Linked DNA regions of Mus musculus: all the other regions are linked to region 2. The links are chromatin contacts, called in public HiChIP or PLAC-seq maps. All regions are on one chromosome and are shown on one strand. Each heading gives the region's core, a stretch centred on a gene start, on an enhancer-like site or on the middle of the called end of the contact. The rest is flanking DNA. Distances are from core to core; before and after follow the strand shown. Region 1 overlaps F830045P16Rik (RIKEN cDNA F830045P16 gene). Region 2 holds the start of Anapc1 (anaphase promoting complex subunit 1). Region 3 holds the start of Ckap2l (cytoskeleton associated protein 2-like).

Region 1 (3,035 bases), core at 62-2,561, 780 kb before region 2:
TCTTCACTCATGAACTCAGAGTAACTAACTGTTCAGGAATTGCACAAGTTGAAGCCACTTGACATTCAAGGATGAAGGTCCTCAGAAGGTCCTGCCCCATAGCTGTAGAGATCCTGACAGCTTGATTCTGAAGAAATGAGAGTGAGTTTTCTTGAAGGGCATGGGCCTGATAGGTCAAGCATGTTCCAGTGTCCCACATCCATGAGGATGTAGGCAGCACAAATTAGACTGGCTGGATTATAAGACAAGAAAAGGGGGGCTGAAGAAATATCGTAGTGGAGGCAGAAGGATATGATGTTCAGGATCATCCTGTCTATATAATGAGTCCAAGATCACCTTGAAATTCTTAGGATTCCACCAACCAGCCAACCAATCAATCAATCAATCAAAAATCAATCAATCAATCAATCAATCTGAGTGACCCTGAGACAGGTGGATAAGTCAATGCCAAGATTTTTCCCTAGGCTTACTTATTGTTCCTGTCTAGTTATCCCAACACTGAAGATCACCACTGAAGACCCAGAGATCCAAGATCATGTGCATCAAAAAGTGAACCTGACTTGCCATGTAAACCACTTCTATCCCCAAAACATGGACCTCATCTGGACTAAGAATGGGCACAAGATCCCGACCATGGAACTTCCTCAGACCACCAGAAACTCTGATGGGACTTACTCTCTACAGCACACATTACAGGTAGATGCCATATTGAATAAGACTGACTTTGTCTGCTGGGTGATCCAGGATGACCAGCCTCCAGTTAAGAACAGCATCACCCTGGGAGCTCCCAGGAAGATCAGAGGTAAGTGCCTTGTTTCCTTCATGTCCTCAGGGCATTGTGGCTAAAGGGCTAGAGACTCGGGAACCCCTAATGAACGTGGAGAAAGGAAGCCCCTTCCCAGAGAGGATGCTCTTGAAGAGCCACTCCCACTGTATGCCCCTTCTTTCAGATACTTCCACCAAGAAATGACTCTCCTTTGCTGCCCTCATTATATTGCAAAATTTTCTCCTTAACCCTTGGTTGCAAGAAATTACCACAGTTAAGCTGGGCTCCAAATAATTTCTGGGAAGGCAATTAATCAAGACAGTGAATTCAGCTGGATGTTTCTAGAAATCAACTTTGAAGAGACCCAGAATTACTGACCCCCTGAGCCAGGAAAAAGAGTCACACAAGATAGGTGTGACACCCTCTTGTCACCTCTTTCTTTCTCCTCATTTTACTTTTTTTTTTTTCTATGCACACATGGTCCTGATGGTAATTTCTTCTGTTTCTACTCTATTTCACACGTTCGTGATTCGTAGTATTTCTCCCACAAGAGGGCACTGTGACATTGCAATCCAGAACTTCCTTGTTTCTGGGATCCAGAGAAACATACTTCATACTCTGACACGTTTATGCAGGTGTGCAGTCAGAGACAGATAGAGTAATAGGTAAGGCATAGACAAGCCAGGGGTAAGGCAGCATGTGGGCTTGCTGGGCAGCCCATTCTCATAGCAAGCTTCCACCTTGATTTCTATCTCGACCTATGGCAGAACCAGCCTTTTTCTGGTTGCTGTAAGAATTCTCAGAGGTAATAATCTCACTCACCTTTACATTTCTTTGGGTCCCATTTCTGTTGTCCAATAGAAATAAGAGAACTATCCATCCAATGGGACACACAGACCTGGGTGCTAAACTCCAAATGGATGGGTGCCTTTTGATGGGAAGCAAGTTGCATCATTTTTACAATTTTTTTTATCTTATTTCTATTGTAAGTGTATACATGACTGCTGCGTTAACTTCATTTCCACTCCGCACCCCTCCCCCAGCTCCTCCTACATCCCCCATTCCCCTTCAACTTCACGATCTCTTTGTGACCATCATATATGTATGCATACTTATATAAATGTGACTTGCTAATTAGTTCATACTGTGGATTTCCTTTTCTGTCTTATTTTTCCCCTACACCTGCACTCAATATATCTAACTGTCACTTGAAGGTGGACCTCATGACAGCATGGCATCAACAGTGACAGACACCACAGGGTCTGCTAGGGTCTCTCTCTCTCTCTGTCTCTGTCTCTGTCTCTCTCTGTCTCTCTCTCTGTCTCTGTCTCTCTCTCTCTCTGTCTCTCTCTCTCCATCAAGGCCTTTTTCTATTTAATGTTAACATATCTTTGTAGCTATGGCAAGCTTTCCCAAATCCCTTTACTCAACACCCTGGCTCCTAAGTATATCTACTCACATGCCTGTTCTGTTTGGTTAGTATCCTCAGAGAACCTAATGCATATTAGCTATGGAGCACTTACTGCATATCAGCCATGGAGCACTTACTGCATATCACCCACATAGCATTAACTGCATATCAGCAGCCATGGAGCACTTACTGCATATCAGCCATGGAGCACTTACTGGGTAGAAGTGTTTCCACTGATTGTTATCTCACACTTTGAGAGCTGGAAGGTGGCACGGGCTCTGATATGAGTGACAGCCAGCAGCACTAGACTTACAATGCAGCTGTCAGATTACAAACTAAACATGGTGTTTCTGTATGTCTCTCTTTGTCACCTGAGAATGTAGACCTTAGCATTGTCACAAAACGCTTCTCAAATCCTATTGGAAGGTATTTACTTTTCTTGAAATATCATATCTGTCTATACTATTCAGCACCCACAATCAAATACTTAAAACTTCGGTGATGGCTGAGAGCCCAGGCCTGTGGCTTTATAGTGTAGGCTCCTCTTCTGCATGCCTCCCTCCCCAGCTCTTGGAGGAAGAACAGGCTTATGTTTGAATTTGGCCAGATTTTGCAGTTGAATGGGTCAGTGTCAAACTGAAGGATAAGTGTGGCCAATGCTTGTCTGTGGGACTCCAGGTAAAGCAGTTTCCTTTCAAATTTCTTCCATCAATCAATGAGAGCTGCCAAGTGTCCTCTTCCTTGGCTCATGCATGGTATCTGAACACCAGGACAGCTTTTGCTGTCCAAGTTTACATATCCCAAAGCTGGGCTGAAAGCAAGACAGTATTAAAAATCACTGAGAAATATAGAACTAAC
Region 2 (2,952 bases), core at 72-2,571:
CTGGGAGGTAAAGCCCCTAAAACATTCCCCCAAGTTTGTTTTCCCTGATCTCTAAAAATACAGCTGGAAAGAAGCTCTTTGTTCTCTATAGCCAGCAAAAAGCCATTTTGTTTCTATACCTTACAACCAGAGATGCGATAATTGTAATTTTACCAAGGACACCCGGCAGAGAAGAGCTGTAGCCCAACTCCTCCCAATTCCTCAATATCTACAATAAAAACCTCCTCAACCATATCTAGGAGTGGTCACGTCCTTGTTTTCATTCACCGACCAGTTTGTTCCCTATCGGTTTGGGTTTCTAAGTACGGCCTCTTCAGAAGGCAATCCCCATCTCCCTCATCCTAGGCTGGCAGTGGCAGAAGATATCATAGACTCAAGGAGAATGACAATGGCTTGGTTGCTCAGAACACAGTGGAGAGTGGGGTATCCTAGTCCAAGTGACTCCTGGTAGGGTTGATGGGGTTGTAGACAAACTGTGTGATGGGGCAAGAGGTAGAGGGTAGAGAATGGAAGCAGTGAGATTGACAGGCCACTTACGTGTGCTCCTTGTTGGGTTTTCTTCTGTTTGTTCTTCCAGATAGCCTAGTGTGTGATAGAAAGGCCTTTGTAGGATAGGGAGGTTTTGCGGGGAGGAATCAAGAGGTCGGAGCAGAGCATGTGGAATATGTGTTAATTTGACTGTTTTTGATTATCCAGGCAAGCGAATTTCAGCTAAGCAGGCATTCCGCTCACCAAGTTCTAAGAGCAAGCCTTCCTGTTGCAGTGCAGCTTCAAGCTCTGAAGGATGGCGTTCCAAGAAAAGGGATGAGAATGAACTAAAATAAATGTGTATCACAATAGACAATTACAGTGAAGTTATCAAATTCCAACAAACTGAATTTTGGAGCAAAGAAATGGACTGGAACTCTTTATTCTTTAGGCTATGATAGGCCTCACCATTTTTTTTTTTTTTTTTTTTTTTTTCTTAGCGATGACGAACAGTTAACGGACTAAAGCCCATCTTGGGTGGGGGTGTGTGATTTCCGGGTAGAGAATTTTCCATGCAATCCTGAGAAAATGAGTGGTCTCCCTTCCGCTCCCATTCATCAGCCAGGAGGCACACATCCCCTTTTGAGATGAGAAGGAAACTCAACCAGCTGGGAAAAAAAATTACCTAACTTAGCTCAATTGAGAAGGTAGTTCAGGATCTTAGAGATTTGGTTTGTTAAAGAGGTAACGTCGTTAAGTGACCGCCTTCGCTATAGGCACTTGCACAGACACCTTTTTCAACTGCGCAGGCGCTAGGTCCTCTCCGCTGCCGCGCGTCCCCAGCCTGGCTCTGCCCTGGCGCGAGGCAGGTCGGGAAATCCAAGATGGCTCCAGCCATTTGAGTTGTTCGCAAGTCTTTGGTGTCCCGCTGCCGCCCATTCTTCCTCCGGCATCCGGGAGGGAAAAGGGATGAGAAACTGGGGCGGTGAGGAGTCATCGTGACGGTCCTGTCGCTGCTCTCGGGCCTTCGCGGCCCTTGTGCCTCCGGGGAGCAGCCGGGGCTCGCAAGCGCCTGACGCGTCCCGAGTTATTCAGGTGCGGGCCGGGCCGGGTCGGGCCGGGCCGGGTCGCGCATCGCTGCGACTTGGTGTTGGAATTTCGCTGCACCGGGTGCCCCAAGGGCTGAGCGCCCCGGGGCTGGCCTTGAGCTCCTGCTGGGGTGAGAGGAACCCCAGTATCAGACTGGGCTTTCCGGGTTGGCCCGACGCGCCATGAGCCGATGCTCCGGCCGCTACGCCGTGGCGCGGTTCACTCAAAAGCACGGAAAGCCTGTTTTTGTAGAGACCCAGCTCAGGGTCCCGCTGTTTGCATATGTTCCTAGTAACCAGTAATGACAGTTTTATTTCTAGCATGTCAACTCAATGCTTTTATGTGGCCTGTAACGAATAACACGTTTAACAACTTTTGGAGAACTGTAAAAGTATTAAGTATGATGTCTTTGGGTTAAAAGGCATCTAACTGAGAAAATGATGCTATAAAAAGTTATCCTGTAGGTTCGTTTTAAGCTAAAAGGGAATGACATTGCATGTTTGCATGAGGAAACGTCGGGTAAAGTTGCAAGTTCTTTAATGTTGACTGCTTTGTTGAATAGAATTTGGAAAGGCCAGCCACATTTTGATAAGCCCCTACTTTTCATAAGGCATATGTGTTTTTCAAGTTCTGTTCTCAATATTGATTTTATTTCTAGGAGGTGAAAAAGAAACTTGGGCCTGTTTTTTGGCGTAATCATTTCAGGAATGACGTTTAAGTCACAGCAAGGAAGATTTTGTAGCTATAGAGGGCTTCGTATAAACTAGAGGCTTTCAGATTGTTAAAAAAAATGATGCCAACAAGACTTTAGATGAGAGCTTCAAGTCAAATTTAGTTAGCAGTTGTTATTCTTAAGTGCCATTTCAAACACTGAGGGTTATAGTGCTGCTAACAAATGCTGTTGTAGAGGTTTCCTCAGAGACAAAAAGGCACATACTATGCCACAGAATGTTTGAATGTTAGTTATCTTTACATGCCGTGTGTCGAAATGTCTGTGAGGTGGATCCCCATGTTTCTGACCTAGCTCCACTCGGGTCTCTGTAGTAATAACTTAGTTTTGACTAGAAGGCTGACAAGAATGCGTTTGGATTCACACAGAAATAATGTTCATATTTGGAACCCATGTCGAACTTCTCTGAAGAAAGGGCAACGATGATTGCAGCCGGGGATTTGCAGGAATTTGTTCCTTTTGGCCGAGACCACTGCAAGCACCACCCTAACGCTCTGAACCTTCAGCTTCGTCAGCTGCAGCCAGCCTCTGAGTTATGGTCTTCTGATGGTGCAGCTGGCTTGGTGGGATCTCTTCAGGAGGTTACAATCCATGAGAAACAGAAGGTTTTATTAAGATTCTCATCATACTTTTGAAATTTAGAATGAATACCGTGCTAATATAAA
Region 3 (3,165 bases), core at 251-2,750, 610 kb before region 2:
GGGGTTGGAAATTCACAGAAACAATAATTGAACACCTGAAATGTGCAGTAACCCTTCACCCAAATTCTTGTACATAGCCCCGATAAGACGTGTTGAGCTTTGGTGGTATCCAAGCTTTTGTCTGTCTGCAGTAAGTAGCCATGTGTTACATCTCCTCAGGGAAAGTCTTGTCACACAAGTGGATGTCGGGATGTCAGACCCTATGGAGCTAGAGTTACAGGCAGATGTGTTATGTAATATGGGTGCTGGGAACCAACTCTGGTGGCCTGCCAGAGCACTGCATGCTCCTTACCCCAGCCATCTCAGCGCTTTTTATCATATTAAAAAACAAAAACAAAAGCAAAAACTTTTGTGATTTTTTTTTTATTCTCCTTCACTCACCTGATAATGTTTAGGTATGCCAGTGATAACCTTTTCCTTCTCTTTCCTTCATGATTTTTTTTTTCTTTCTAGCAGGCCTTTGTTAGCATTTTAACTTTACCTTGTAGATGTTTTTCTGTTTAAATAAACTATTATGTTTCCATGTTTTATTTCCATTCTTAAATTTATATAATTCTGTTCTTTACATTTTCTATTAGGAAATCTTTGTTATTCTTTTAAAAACTCTTCTAACCCCTTGCCCTTTTCTCTTCCCACCATAACATCCTTCTCCAATAAATATCTTTTACGAGATTTGCTGCCTCATATGACTTTCGCGTTGGAAGAAGCCAAGAAGCAATTGACAGAGGAAGGGAAGAAACAAAGAAGTGGAGCGGGGCAGAGGCTCCTGAGCTCCTGGGCTGAGCTGGAGATACCCTCCCCTGGGAACTGCACTGCCTCAGCTGACGAGGCTTCCTCTCAAAGCTGTGTGGTTCCCCGGCTCTGATGTCTCAGGGTGTCCTTCCACAGGAATACCTTCTGACCCTCAGAGCTCTGTGGTTTCTGGGTTTCCGAGTCTCAGGGTGCCTTTCCAAGGGGACACTGTCCCACCTCAGAGCTGTGTGGCTCCTGAGCTCCTGTGTCTTAGGATGCCCTTCCCTTGAGACACTTTTGACAGATTGCGCCATTTTGACAGCTCCCGCGAGCTGCTCAGGGACTACACGGAGTTATGTTGTTTCTGTCCGGTATTCGGCTACAAGAATGAGAACAATAACTGATACGGACCATTTTCGTTTGGCATGCTATTATTTGCAGCCAAAGCCAGCCTAACTGATAGCACAGAGACTTAGGCTCCGGCTTGTTTCTCCCCGTTTCTTCAACTGTCACAACCGTCCTTAACCCAAATTTGGCTACAATTAGAGCCACTCCTCCGCCAGCCAGCATCACCCACCAGCTCCCACCTCAGAGGCACCGCTGCGGAAGTGACCTAGCCATAGGGCGGGCCTTCTCAGAAACTCTCCAATCGCAGAGCCTCAGGGGAGGTCCCCAGTGGGAATCGCCGAATGTCCATTTCCTGTTATCCCGCCCTCTCCGTCTTTTTATTGGCGAATTTCAAAGTCGCGGAAGCCAATAGGAGCGTCCAGACGGGCGCCCGGTTCTCGTACTAGAACAAGGCGCGCCCTTTGAAGGAAGAAACTGTCGCCGTAGAGCCATGGTGGGGCCCGGCCCCACTGCCAGCGCAGCCGCGGGTAAGTGTGGTCGGCAGCCTCCAGAAGCTGCCAGGCCTCCCCCGCCTGCTTCAGTCTCCCCCGAGCTCAGTTAGGTTAAGGACGCTGGACCCGGGCCACGGCGAGGAGCGGCGCGCTCCGTTGCCGCAGGGGGACACCCCTGCATTGCTAGTTATGGCCAGAACTTTGACAGCAGTCAGGTGGCAGGTTCGGCCCCAGTCCGAGTCTCTGCAGGTTCACTGATAAAATGTGCGCTGTCTGGAGGTTGATTGATAAACTGTGGGCTGAGGCTTAAGGATGCTGTGAACCCTGGCCTCCGAGGGACCTGGAGCCCTTTCTACCTCTCCAGTATGCCCCTCCCCCGTGTCACCTTTGAGATGCACACTCTGTCCTCACTTATGGGCCTGCGGTTCTGCGCACCGTCCTAGGCACACAATTTGTAACTCAAGGGTTAAAAAAAAAAGTCTTGATTCCAAATCCTGGCTTTGCTGCACATTAGTGGGTAAATTTAAGCCTGTCACTTCATCTGAGTTTCAAACAGCCAAATACCTCATAGGATTGATGGTTAGTGTAAACAGCTTAGTAAAGAGCTTGGCACCAGGCTGATACCGTTGGTATTGAAAGCAAGCATAACAGGACTGGTGACTTTATCAAAGCCAAAATAGCTACAGGGAAGTATCATATTTAAAGATATAAAGGGTTTTCTGTAATGTTTTTGGTGTTTGCTCGTGTCCATGTTTTACAGAAGAACGGTGGCAGAAGCTCCAGGAGTACCTGGCAGCCAAGGGAAAGCTAAAGGACCCCAACGCCAAGTGAGTTTACCTTCCCATAGTTACACTGGCTTTGTTGCCCCGGTTGCTAACAGCAATGAACGGACCAGCCCTTCTGTTTCCAGTCTGTTTGACTTGCATCATGGTGAATCCTGTAATAACAAAAGGAGCATTTCAGTCCTTGATTTCAGGCATGACTTAAAAAACAAAACAAAACAAAAAACCAGCAACCCCTAGGCAGTGCTGTCTATTGGCAGAAATTTAAGCATTTTTTTTCCTAACAGTCTCCAAAGGAAGGAAGGCTCTACACTACACTGTTACCCACATCTCTGGAAGCTCTTCTGGTTCCTTCTTTCTCCTGGGAAAGTTGGTTCCCAGCAGCGCAGATTTTGATCAAGAAACTGGAGGGCATTTCTATGGTGTGTGCTTACGAAGACAGGAGAGTTGGTTATGGTCAGTCCACAACAGTGGCATGCCAGCGTCCTCCCAACTTGTCCTTTGGTGTTCCCTGGGCATGTATTTGAGGTGGACAGAACATCCTTTGCTTTTCTCAGCACTGTACCATCTTTGCCCTGTTATTTCTCTCTCTTGCTTAGCAGGGTGTATTTGCCTCCCACTTGAGTAGCTCGGTTGGTGTGTGTATGCCAGAGGGGGATTTTGGGTGTCTTGCTCTAACGCTGTCCACCTTATTCCCATAAGACCGGATTGCTCACTGAACCCGAAGCTCACTGCTTAGGTTAAGCAGGCTGGCCAGCACTCTCTCTCCCATGATCCACTCATCCCTGTCCCCTAGTGCCTAGGGTTAGAGG

The links. HiChIP or PLAC-seq counts read pairs in DNA pulled down with a chosen protein or histone mark.
Region 1: a contact with region 2 is called in an H3K4me3 HiChIP or PLAC-seq map of bone marrow-derived macrophages, with 5 times the contacts expected there. The contact joins the enhancer-like site here to the promoter of Anapc1 in region 2. A contact is called at or near these places in 2 of 39 promoter capture datasets (the 3T3-L1 cell line and the C10 cell line), 1 of 15 datasets of contacts at CTCF or cohesin (large pre-B cells), 2 of 484 Hi-C or Micro-C datasets (both in cortical neurons) and 2 of 115 datasets of contacts at active chromatin or transcription factors (bone marrow-derived macrophages and embryonic stem cells).
Region 3: a contact with region 2 is called in an H3K27ac HiChIP or PLAC-seq map of epiblast stem cells. The contact joins the promoter of Ckap2l here to the promoter of Anapc1 in region 2. A contact is called at or near these places in 1 of 39 promoter capture datasets (embryonic stem cells), 3 of 484 Hi-C or Micro-C datasets (CD4 T cells, embryonic stem cells and neural progenitor cells), 3 of 115 datasets of contacts at active chromatin or transcription factors (astrocytes, epiblast stem cells and large pre-B cells) and 1 of 9 other capture datasets (embryonic stem cells).

The regions. Positions count from the first base shown.
Region 1 is chr2:129,470,402-129,473,436 of GRCm38.p6, reverse strand. It overlaps F830045P16Rik (RIKEN cDNA F830045P16 gene), which reads left to right. Exons shown (of 7, transcript NM_177653.3): 3 at 488-802. Among named protein-coding and RNA genes, the nearest start is that of Gm14040, 44 kb to the left of the region's middle. Within about 2 kb of position 1,311, at least 1 of the 459 cell types and tissues checked has an H3K27ac peak or open chromatin away from gene starts, as enhancers often do. A contact at or near this core is called in bone marrow-derived macrophages, where this site is marked.
Region 2 is chr2:128,685,764-128,688,715 of GRCm38.p6, reverse strand. Anapc1 (anaphase promoting complex subunit 1) reads left to right here and starts at 1,321. Exons shown (of 48, transcript NM_008569.2): 1 at 1,321-1,563; 2 at 2,656-2,892. The coding sequence starts at 2,680. It overlaps Gm39931 (a long non-coding RNA gene), which reads left to right. Exons shown (of 5, transcript XR_001783466.2): 5 at 697-899.
Region 3 is chr2:129,295,547-129,298,711 of GRCm38.p6, reverse strand. It overlaps Ckap2l (cytoskeleton associated protein 2-like), which reads left to right and starts at 1,500. Exons shown (of 9, transcript NM_181589.3): 1 at 1,500-1,607; 2 at 2,332-2,398. The coding sequence starts at 1,571. Gm14023 (predicted gene 14023) reads right to left here and starts at 1,342. Exons shown (of 5, transcript NR_040371.1): 1 at 1,310-1,342.